2 separate regions of the Mus musculus genome follow, and region 1 is linked to region 2. Evidence: chromatin contacts called from public promoter capture Hi-C data. All regions are on one chromosome and are shown on one strand. The core of a region is the stretch at or near the end of the contact, and the rest is flanking DNA. Distances in the headings are between cores, read along the strand shown. Region 1 holds the start of Rbm47 (RNA binding motif protein 47). Region 2 holds the start of Smim14 (small integral membrane protein 14).

Region 1 (4,159 bases), core at 577-3,076, 660 kb after region 2:
GAGACGCCCGTCACCAAAAACTCCGAAATCTCAAGCTAATAATCCGCATCTAGTCACCTGTGCCTCAAAAAAGACCAATTACGTTTTTTTCAACTATACACACACACACACACACACACACACACACACACACGGAAAAAGACTCAAGTCTGCAGGAAACAAGATGCGGCTGACCATAGGATTATCTGCTCTCCAAAAGCTGAAGCTTTAAAAAAAAAAATCTTTTTATAAACCCTTTAACTTCCCACTAAAGAAGGAAGACGATCAAATGAGAGATTAATACTAAGGGGGAAAGAAATAGAGAGAGAAAGATGTTGTTTGTTTGTTTTTTCCCAAAAGTCAGGACTCTATGGGGACAGTAGTCAGAACTGCCAAAAGTCCACCTTACCTTCCGTAAGTACTTGGCGTCGCTCACTTCAGAAATTAATACCATTCACAGCCCGGTAGCAATCTACAAGGCTAGGAAGTCACCTACAACATCTTCGCTGGCCGCACACTTTTAAATAGAAAACTAAATTAAAGAGTCTCCAAACTACTTCCCACCGTGCGGCTTAAAGCAACAGATCAGATCGCTCTAGGCTTTAACTCTTCCCGGGTTCTGGGAATTCCAGTTTGTCACAATTTCTTAGCCTGAGTGACCTGCGGTAAGAAACGTCTTCCCGGCCCAGAGCCTGGCTTCTCCGGGTCCGGGCGCTCGGCGGCCGGCTGGGCTGGGTCGTACGAGCCGGCTGCGGTGCGGCTGTGGCCCGGGCGGAGCGGCACAGGGTCGGATCCCGCGGAGCGCGGCGGAGTCCGGCTGCAATCGGTGCCTCTGCAATCCCTGCTCTTCCCGGTTCCCTCCCTCCGCCTCCTGCCCTCCCCCAGACGAGGCCATTCGCCTCACAGTAGCAAGGTTGTCTCGTATACTCCCTTCCCTTAAACTCACCAAACCAGATTTTTACTCCCAACACCGGCAACTTCCCGTAAATCTGCACTGAAATTTTATCCTGCTCGCTGAGCCTCCGCTGGCCGAAGGCCAGTGCAACATTCCTGTTGTTTTAGAAGCGCGGATACCTTAGCTGAAGGTTTAAAAAAAAAAAAAAATCATATCGGACTGGCCCCGATGCGGAGGATTTACGAACTTTGGCCGCTCAAAAAGTCACATCCATTTCAGACATTCAGAAGGGACCCCAGAAGTGGCACCTGCCCCACCTGGGGACATCTAGAAGAGTGGCTTCCGGCCGCCTATGGCTGTTTAGAGTAAGCCACCCTGAGCCTGCACCAAGGACTAAGGACCCTGCGCCTGACTCCCGGGGTGAGCAGTGCCACCGCCCCCGGCCTTGCGGGGCAGGAAGGCGCTGGAGCAGGTAGGGCGGCAGACGAGCCCCGCCGCGGGCCTGCAGGAAGCCAGGACCTCCTGGGCTGTTCTTACCTGAGGCTGAGCATAGCTCGGAGAGCACAGGCAGGCACGTCACGGGGGGCCGGAGCTCTGACCTTTGCCGGAGCCTTCACAGCAGGGCCTGGGGCCTGGGCGCCGCTGCTCGTTCAAAGTGGCTCATTCTGAATGCGCTCTGACCTAGTGTTACAGCTGGTTTCTAGAAAGGGAACAAAAACAGTGCAAGGAGAAACCTCAGCCAAGCCCTCCTTTAACCTTGCCTCTGATCACAGGGGAACTAAGTCTGACCCCCATCCCCACTCCCAGGAAACCCACCCTAGGGCCGCGGCCCCCGCCCCACCCCTCGGGTTACCTGTTTATACAAGAATTAAGGAGCCTCCCGCATTTCAATGGAGCGCTAAGCCTGTTTGCAGCGCGGAAACAGCCAACAGGAATCGAATTCTGTGACTAAACAAACTAGAAGAGGAAGCGGGCACCACAAGGAACCTAAAGTTGTGATTTCGGGTTGCAATGTCATGCAACTGAAAAAAAAAATACTGTTTCACAGTAGGCTACTTTAATTAAAAGAAGGACCCAAAACTACCCCCCCCATCTAGTTAAATGGAAGCTGATAGAATATCGGCATATAGCGTTAGCCACTGTTGTTAGTGATACTATTATTATGTATAATCCGCCCCCCCCCCGTAGAAAAACGTGCAATGGATGTTAGAAGGAGGCTCCAGACCCAACTCTGCCCTCACTATCTGTGAGCAAGTTAATTACCCTCCAGCTCTGAGTTTCTGGAAGATTCTAAGGATGGGAGTTTTGCTTTCACTGTGGACAGTTTCAAGGAGAAGGAAAGACGAAGTCTTTGTGAAGGGGTGTGCAACTGATTTTCGACTCGTGTACAAGTTTCAAGGGAAGTGGAGAGAAGTTGGCCCTGCCTTCCATGAAGTGCAAATCCAACGTCTGTGTCACGCGCGTAATTCTGACTCAGATTTAGGCACTAGACCTGACCTGCCACCCTGCAAGTTACTCCATAGGTTAAAAGTCAGTGCTAGCGGGGCGGTGGTGAGCACGCCTTTAATCCCAATCCCAGCACTTGGGAGGCAGAGGCAGGCAGATTTCTGATTTCGAGGCCAGCCTGGTCTACAGAGTGAGTTCCGGGACAGCCAGGGCTACACAGAGAAACCCTGTCTCAAAAAAAAAAAAAAAACAAAAACAAAAACAAAACAAAACAAAACAAAAACAAAAAGTCAGTGCTAGATAACAGTGAACCATGCAGTTTGAAGATCTGTGAATGTGGGGCGTGTGGGGTGTGGTGGAGGCTTTGAAAACTCATAGATATCATCCATAGTAATAGTGGAGGGTAGAGGGGGTATTTATGTTCCTTTTAACTTGACATATAAATGAAGAAATCCTAATCTCTTTATATTGAGGTCTTTCTTACTCAGGAACCCTTTCACCCATTTCCTTAATCTGATCCTCAGGTCTGCCTCAGGTCTGGAGGTGAAGACACTGTCCGTACAGAGGTTAGGTAAGCAGGCCAACTTTCCCGAGTGCCGACCTTTCCAGTCTAATCGAAAAGTCAGATCTTACCACCATTAGTAAAAGTAATTCCTGAAGCCAGCCAGGAATTCTGAAGTTCTCCATCCTTTTGATCTTCGATCTTTTATCTTTTAGGCAGCAAAAGTCAAGCCAGGCCAGTTTAACCATGTTCTGAATTCAGAATCAAGACTTTGTCGATAGGTGCACACATGTACTGAGAATCGCAGACTGTAGAAAACTCCCAGTTCCGAACTGTTCTAGGGGTTGATACAGTTAGTTAGCCACCAAGACTCCGCAGCTGTAAAAAAGGCTTCGAAACCAGTTTCCAAGAGACTTTCTGAGCTACAGGAGGCACAGCTCTGTGCTTCAAGATAGGTTTTTCCATAGGAAGCTCTGGGCCCAGCCTTGAGATGAGAGGACCACAGAGATTAGAGCAACGGGGTCTGTTAAAGTCAGCAACAAAGTCAACAGCGAAGAAAGGGAGGGAAGGAGAGGAAGGGAGGGAAGATGAAAGAGGTGCAGCTCAGTTGTTGAGCCTTGGCCTCGAATGAATGCAAATGTGTAGAAGCCCTGTGATGTAGTGCTAGCTGCACCTGGGAACTGAGCCCCTGAGAAAGGCACAGGCTCCAGGAAGCAAGTCTTCCTGTGTGCTTCCGAGTCTGCTCCTTTGCCTCAAGTGCTCAACTGCTGCCTGCACTTTTCCTGTCTGCTCATTGATACAGTAAACTGCTGTGCTATTGTGGCTCGTTTGCATAACACTGTAGCACCGCATCCCAGGCTGTTGTGTGAACTTGCTATCCTCCTGCTTCAGTTCCCAGTGATGGGATTGCACACACACACACACACACACACACACACACGCACGCACGCACGCACGCACGCACGCACGCACGCACGCACGCACGCACTGATACACCCAGCTTCCAAGTGAGTATGATTCTTTTGTGAGTTGGTTTTTAGGAAGTGTAAAAGGGGTGAAAGGGGGATTAAGACAAGATTCCATATAGCCCAGGCTGGTCAAGTAAAACATGTGATTATTTTCCCTACTTTCTACTCCTCTCCCTATAAGTATGGCAAAGATAACTCAGATTTTTTTTTAGAGACTGCATTGCACCAATGGCACCCAGGCTGCTCTTGAACATAAGTGCTTAAGCTACCTTCCTGCTCCAGTGCAACCACACCTGGCTAAATAAACTTTTTAAATGGCAGGTGATGGATGAGCCTGGTGATGGCTTAGGTACTGTAACCCCAGGACTC
Region 2 (4,429 bases), core at 1,028-3,527:
CCAAAGCTAATACAGTAATTAAGTATGCTATGCAGCAAAATAGATTCCTCCAGACTCTTATGGACTGGGATGGTAACAGGTGCCTGCATGTGGAATACAGTATAACTAAGGGTTAAACCTAAACTTCCCTGTGAAGTCATTAGATACAAAAAACTTCAGTAACATTCCACATTGCACTTGCTGCCTGGATTGTTTAACAAGCCAAGTAAGCCTACACGCCATTCGGTGTCTGTTTTACTAAATCTCACAGTATCACCAAGAGACATAGGGGGAAAACTTTCCACACCATGGCTTTAATAACTACTGCTTTTCCAACATGGTGGAATTTCACCCTAAAAGGTCCATAGGCCATAGCTGCAAATACATACGTACATACATACATACATACATACATAACTCAAAAAAGTACCGGTATGTAAAGCCACAGCGAGGGGTGGCTCTGAGATTACAGCACTAACTACTCTTCCAGAGGACCTGGGTTTGGTTCCCAGCAACACAGCCACTCATAATCCTCTGTAACTTCAATCCCAAGGATCCACCACCTCCTTGAGCACCCAGGAATGCACAAGGTGCACAAACATACATATAGGCAAAATACCCATTAACATTAAATAAAATAAATAAGTAAATAACAAATGTAGTATGATACCATATTTTTGTAAAGCAATTGCAAAAGCATCTTGAAGGATATGAACTAACATTCCGGCAAGAGGAGAGACGCGATTATCATTCTTTCCTCCTCATGTACTTCTATAAACATCTCCTCCAATCACTACAAAAACATCTCACAAAACAAAAAATATTGTTTTAGAATAGTAAAAAGGGTGAGGGTTTTTTAAAAAAATCTGAAAAGGGGGAAGTGCAAAAAGAAAATTCTCCTTTGTCTATATCATCAAGATTCCAAGTATGGGAGAAAAAAAAGAGGGAAAATCCATGATCTACACAGGAGGAAAAGATTTGATACGAGGTCCGTTACTGCCCAAGGGCACACCCTTCAAAGATAGGGGTCTAAATTCCTAAGACTTCTTCCCAGATTTGATGGACAGCAATCAATCTGTTTCCTCGTTCCTTCCTGCTGCTTTCCACAGAAACACTATAAGTATCTTGGAGAGGGGGAAATGTCCCTTTTCGAAAACACGATGGAACATCCAGGCTTGGTTTTCTGGTCTGAGTGCGGAGGGCAAAAGGGTGGGCGGCTACACTGAAGGAATCTGCGCGAGCAGGGAGTCACCTGAAGCAGGAGCACGCAGCTGCTTCCCCTAACCTCCACAGCAGACACAGGGCAGCGAGCGTTTCCAGACTAGAACCCTTGGTAAACTGTAGGTTTTTCCCAATTCTGGTACGGATAGCTGCCAAGTGACACCACAACACAAAATCGGGAGGGTGTCTTCCACACATGCAGGTATAAATGCTTCCTGAAGCTCATCAGGCGCTCCAGCTGTAAACCCAGGGCACTCCATTACTAAGGCCGCATCCTCGGCTTTTCCAACTGGGGCAACTAAAAGCATCCTGCCGCCTCGCTACAGTTAGCAAGTATCATCTTGGCTAAAATCCTAACGTTTAAGCAGCCACTTCGGAAAACTTCGGCTTTAAGCAGCGACACGGATCTCAAACCATTGCCAGGCTGTTGCCCTGCATTCCTTCCGATAACGGTGCTGCTACCTGCTCCATTGTCAGCCCCGGCTCCACGTACTGAACCAACAGAACTGAACCAACAGAAAAGGGGAATCCTTTAAATCCGCAACACAATGGAGGCTAAAGAAGAGCTCTGGCTTTTAGGATGGCAGCTACCAACACACCACAACAAAAGGGCCCCGTCCGGGTGACTTCATCGAACCCACCAGGCAAACGCCACCGCCCGGCCTTCGGGGTGACTGTCCCTAACCCCCTGCACGCCCGCGCCGCCTATGGGGCCCTAAAAGTGAAAGCACCCGGACTGCGGGTGCCTGTGCAGCCCAGCTGCAGGCTGCCGGGCCAGCGGCTGCGGGCTCCCCGGGTGCAGCGCCCAGCCAAAGGCGCCCGCTCCGCCGCAGCGGTCCCCGGGTGCGCGCGGCCACAGAAGTGGCGACGCCAAGAGGGTCGCCGAGGAGGGCGGTGGGCCGGGGAGAGAGGGGGGGACGGGACACTCACCCGCCCAAAACAGCGGCGGGCGGGGAGGGTGGCGGCCGGGAGCGTTCCGGACGCCGCTGTCGCTGCCGATGCTGCTGGCCGCCGGCCTCCTCCCCTCTGTTTGGATTCGATAGACCACGTCACTCTTAGCCACGAGACCCGGATCTGCGGGCTCCCCGAGGGCGGCGCAACAGATTGTAGCACCCGGAGCCGCTCGTGACCCTACCTAGGGAGCATGCGCGTGTCGCGCGGGCCACCTGCGTCGGAGGGGGGCGGCTCCCGCAGCTCCGGCGCTGACGTGCGTGGGCGCGCCCGGCGTGGGGGAGGCAGTTCCGGTGTGGCGGGGTGGGGTTGCTCCACCGAGAAGGAAGGGCAACCCGGCTGTTAAGTTGTCCCACGTCGCCTCCGTGCTGTCTTCCGTGGTCATGATCATCTGACGTGTCTGTCTGTTTGTCGAGGGAATGGCTTCTGTCCACGGCGGTGTTTAGTCATACTTAGGCGGAGGGGCGCGCGCACAAATTGATGACTGCTGAGACCCGGTCTACCTGCAGAGGTGGCGGTGGGAGTTCATCATCAGGCACGCGTGAAAATCGGAACTCGAAGATTACAGAAGCATGTCAGCTGGGAGGTGGGGAGGGATGAGTGATCCTGATGACGTTCGGATTTTGGATTGGAAAACAGACCTAAATTAAGTTCAACCTTAACCTTAAAAGAGAGATGTTAGAAGCCGGATGTGATGGCTCAACAGCAGAAGCAGAGACAGGCTGGTTTGCAGAGCGAGTTGCAGGACAGCCAGGGCTGCATTGAGAAACCCTGGGGGAGTGGGTGGGAGTATGTGAATTTGAGCCCAGCCAGTGCAGCATAGAATATGTCTGGGTTTTTTTGTTTTTTGTTTTTAAAAGTGAGGGGAGCCTAGCCATGGGTTTGCCCTCCTAGTGGAGGAGGGAATGTGGCCAAAGGAGGTAGCAGCACACCATTCTTGGGCTTGGAAGTTAGGAAGCAGTATTTCAACAATCCAAAGACAGCTTAATTCCCATGTAAGAAAGGACGGGAAATACCAGCAAATTGAAGTGTGGAGCCTGATAAGCAAAAAGAGCACCTCTGGAAGCAGCTGTGGCAGCCGTAATTCTACAGATGTATCCAATGACCTCGAGGAACTCTGGACGAAACTAAGCATATTTTTATAAGAAAGTACAAGAAAAAAATTATCCTGAGAATCTAAAGTCTGGACAAAAAATAGTGAACGGCAGAAAACATCCACTTGGAATTTCATTTTCTTCCCTAATAGTTTAACAATCTGACAACAAAAAAAGAAAAACAAAACCCTTTAAAACAGTGCTGCACAGTCTGTCTTTGGCTACATGGTTCACAATCCGTGTTCTACTGAGGTATGGCCTGCTTTCTTTGGTAAGGTTACAAGTTAGAAAAGAAAACAAAACCCGACCAGCGAAAACAAGCAGGGGAGCTCTGTCTTCCCTGGTACACACTGTAACTACAAAATTTCAATGAAGAAACATCCCATATTTAAAACAGAGGAAAGAAACCTTCATGATTCTCAGTGGCTGAGCTGAGAAAAACAAAACTGCTCCGGGAAGTGATGGCACATCCCCTTAATCCCAGCACGAGGAAGGGAAGGTCTGTGGAACTCTTGAGTTTAAGGCTCCCTGGTCCATAGAGTTCCAGGAGAGCCAGGGCTACACAGAGAAGCCCTGTCTTGAAAAAACAAAACAAAACAAAAAGCGGTGGTGGTGCACGCCTTTAATCCCAGCACTTGGGAGGCAGAGACAAGGCAGATTTCTGAGTTGGAGGCCAACCTGGTCTACAAAGTGAGTTCCAGGACAGCCAGGGCTACACAGAGAAACCCTGTCTCGACCACTTGCCAAACAAATACACCACGAACCTGACTTCCCAGCTTGTAATCCACTTGTATGCGTTATTTTTACTTTATTCCTTAAAGTCACCTATTTTCTTTGACGTCTGCATGAAATATTTTCAGAGATTCTACATCAACCAAGTGACACTATCCTTTTTCATGTAATACTAGCACTTTATGAAGACAGCATTTCATACACATATATGTAACTTATTTTTACTTCTATGTGCATTGGTTTTGACTGCATGTATGTCTGTGTGAGAGTGTCGGATCCCCCTGGAACTGGAGCCACAAGACAGTGCTGAGCTGCCATGTGGGGGCTGGAAATTGAAACCAGGTCCTCTAGAAGAGCAGCCACTGCTTTCAAACTCTGAGCCATCTTTCTAGGGCCCAAGATGGCATTTGTAATTGTTCCCATCCTATTGGATGCTCTTGACATTTCTTTCT

What was found. Capture Hi-C pulls out chosen DNA fragments and counts their contacts.
Region 1: a promoter capture Hi-C map of pancreatic islet shows a contact between it and region 2. The contact joins the promoter of Rbm47 here to the promoter of Smim14 in region 2. A contact is called at or near these places in 2 of 115 datasets of contacts at active chromatin or transcription factors (large pre-B cells and pancreatic cancer cells) and 1 of 9 other capture datasets (pancreatic islet).

What each region holds. Positions count from the first base shown.
Region 1 is chr5:66,150,128-66,154,286 of GRCm38.p6, forward strand. It overlaps Rbm47 (RNA binding motif protein 47), which reads right to left and starts at 1,827. Exons shown (of 8, transcript NM_001127382.2): 1 at 1,728-1,827; 2 at 1,412-1,574. Gm26725 (a long non-coding RNA gene) reads left to right here and starts at 877. Exons shown (of 5, transcript XR_001785070.2): 1 at 877-1,346; 2 at 2,845-2,891.
Region 2 is chr5:65,490,606-65,495,034 of GRCm38.p6, forward strand. It overlaps Smim14 (small integral membrane protein 14), which reads right to left and starts at 2,278. Exons shown (of 5, transcript NM_133697.4): 1 at 2,131-2,278.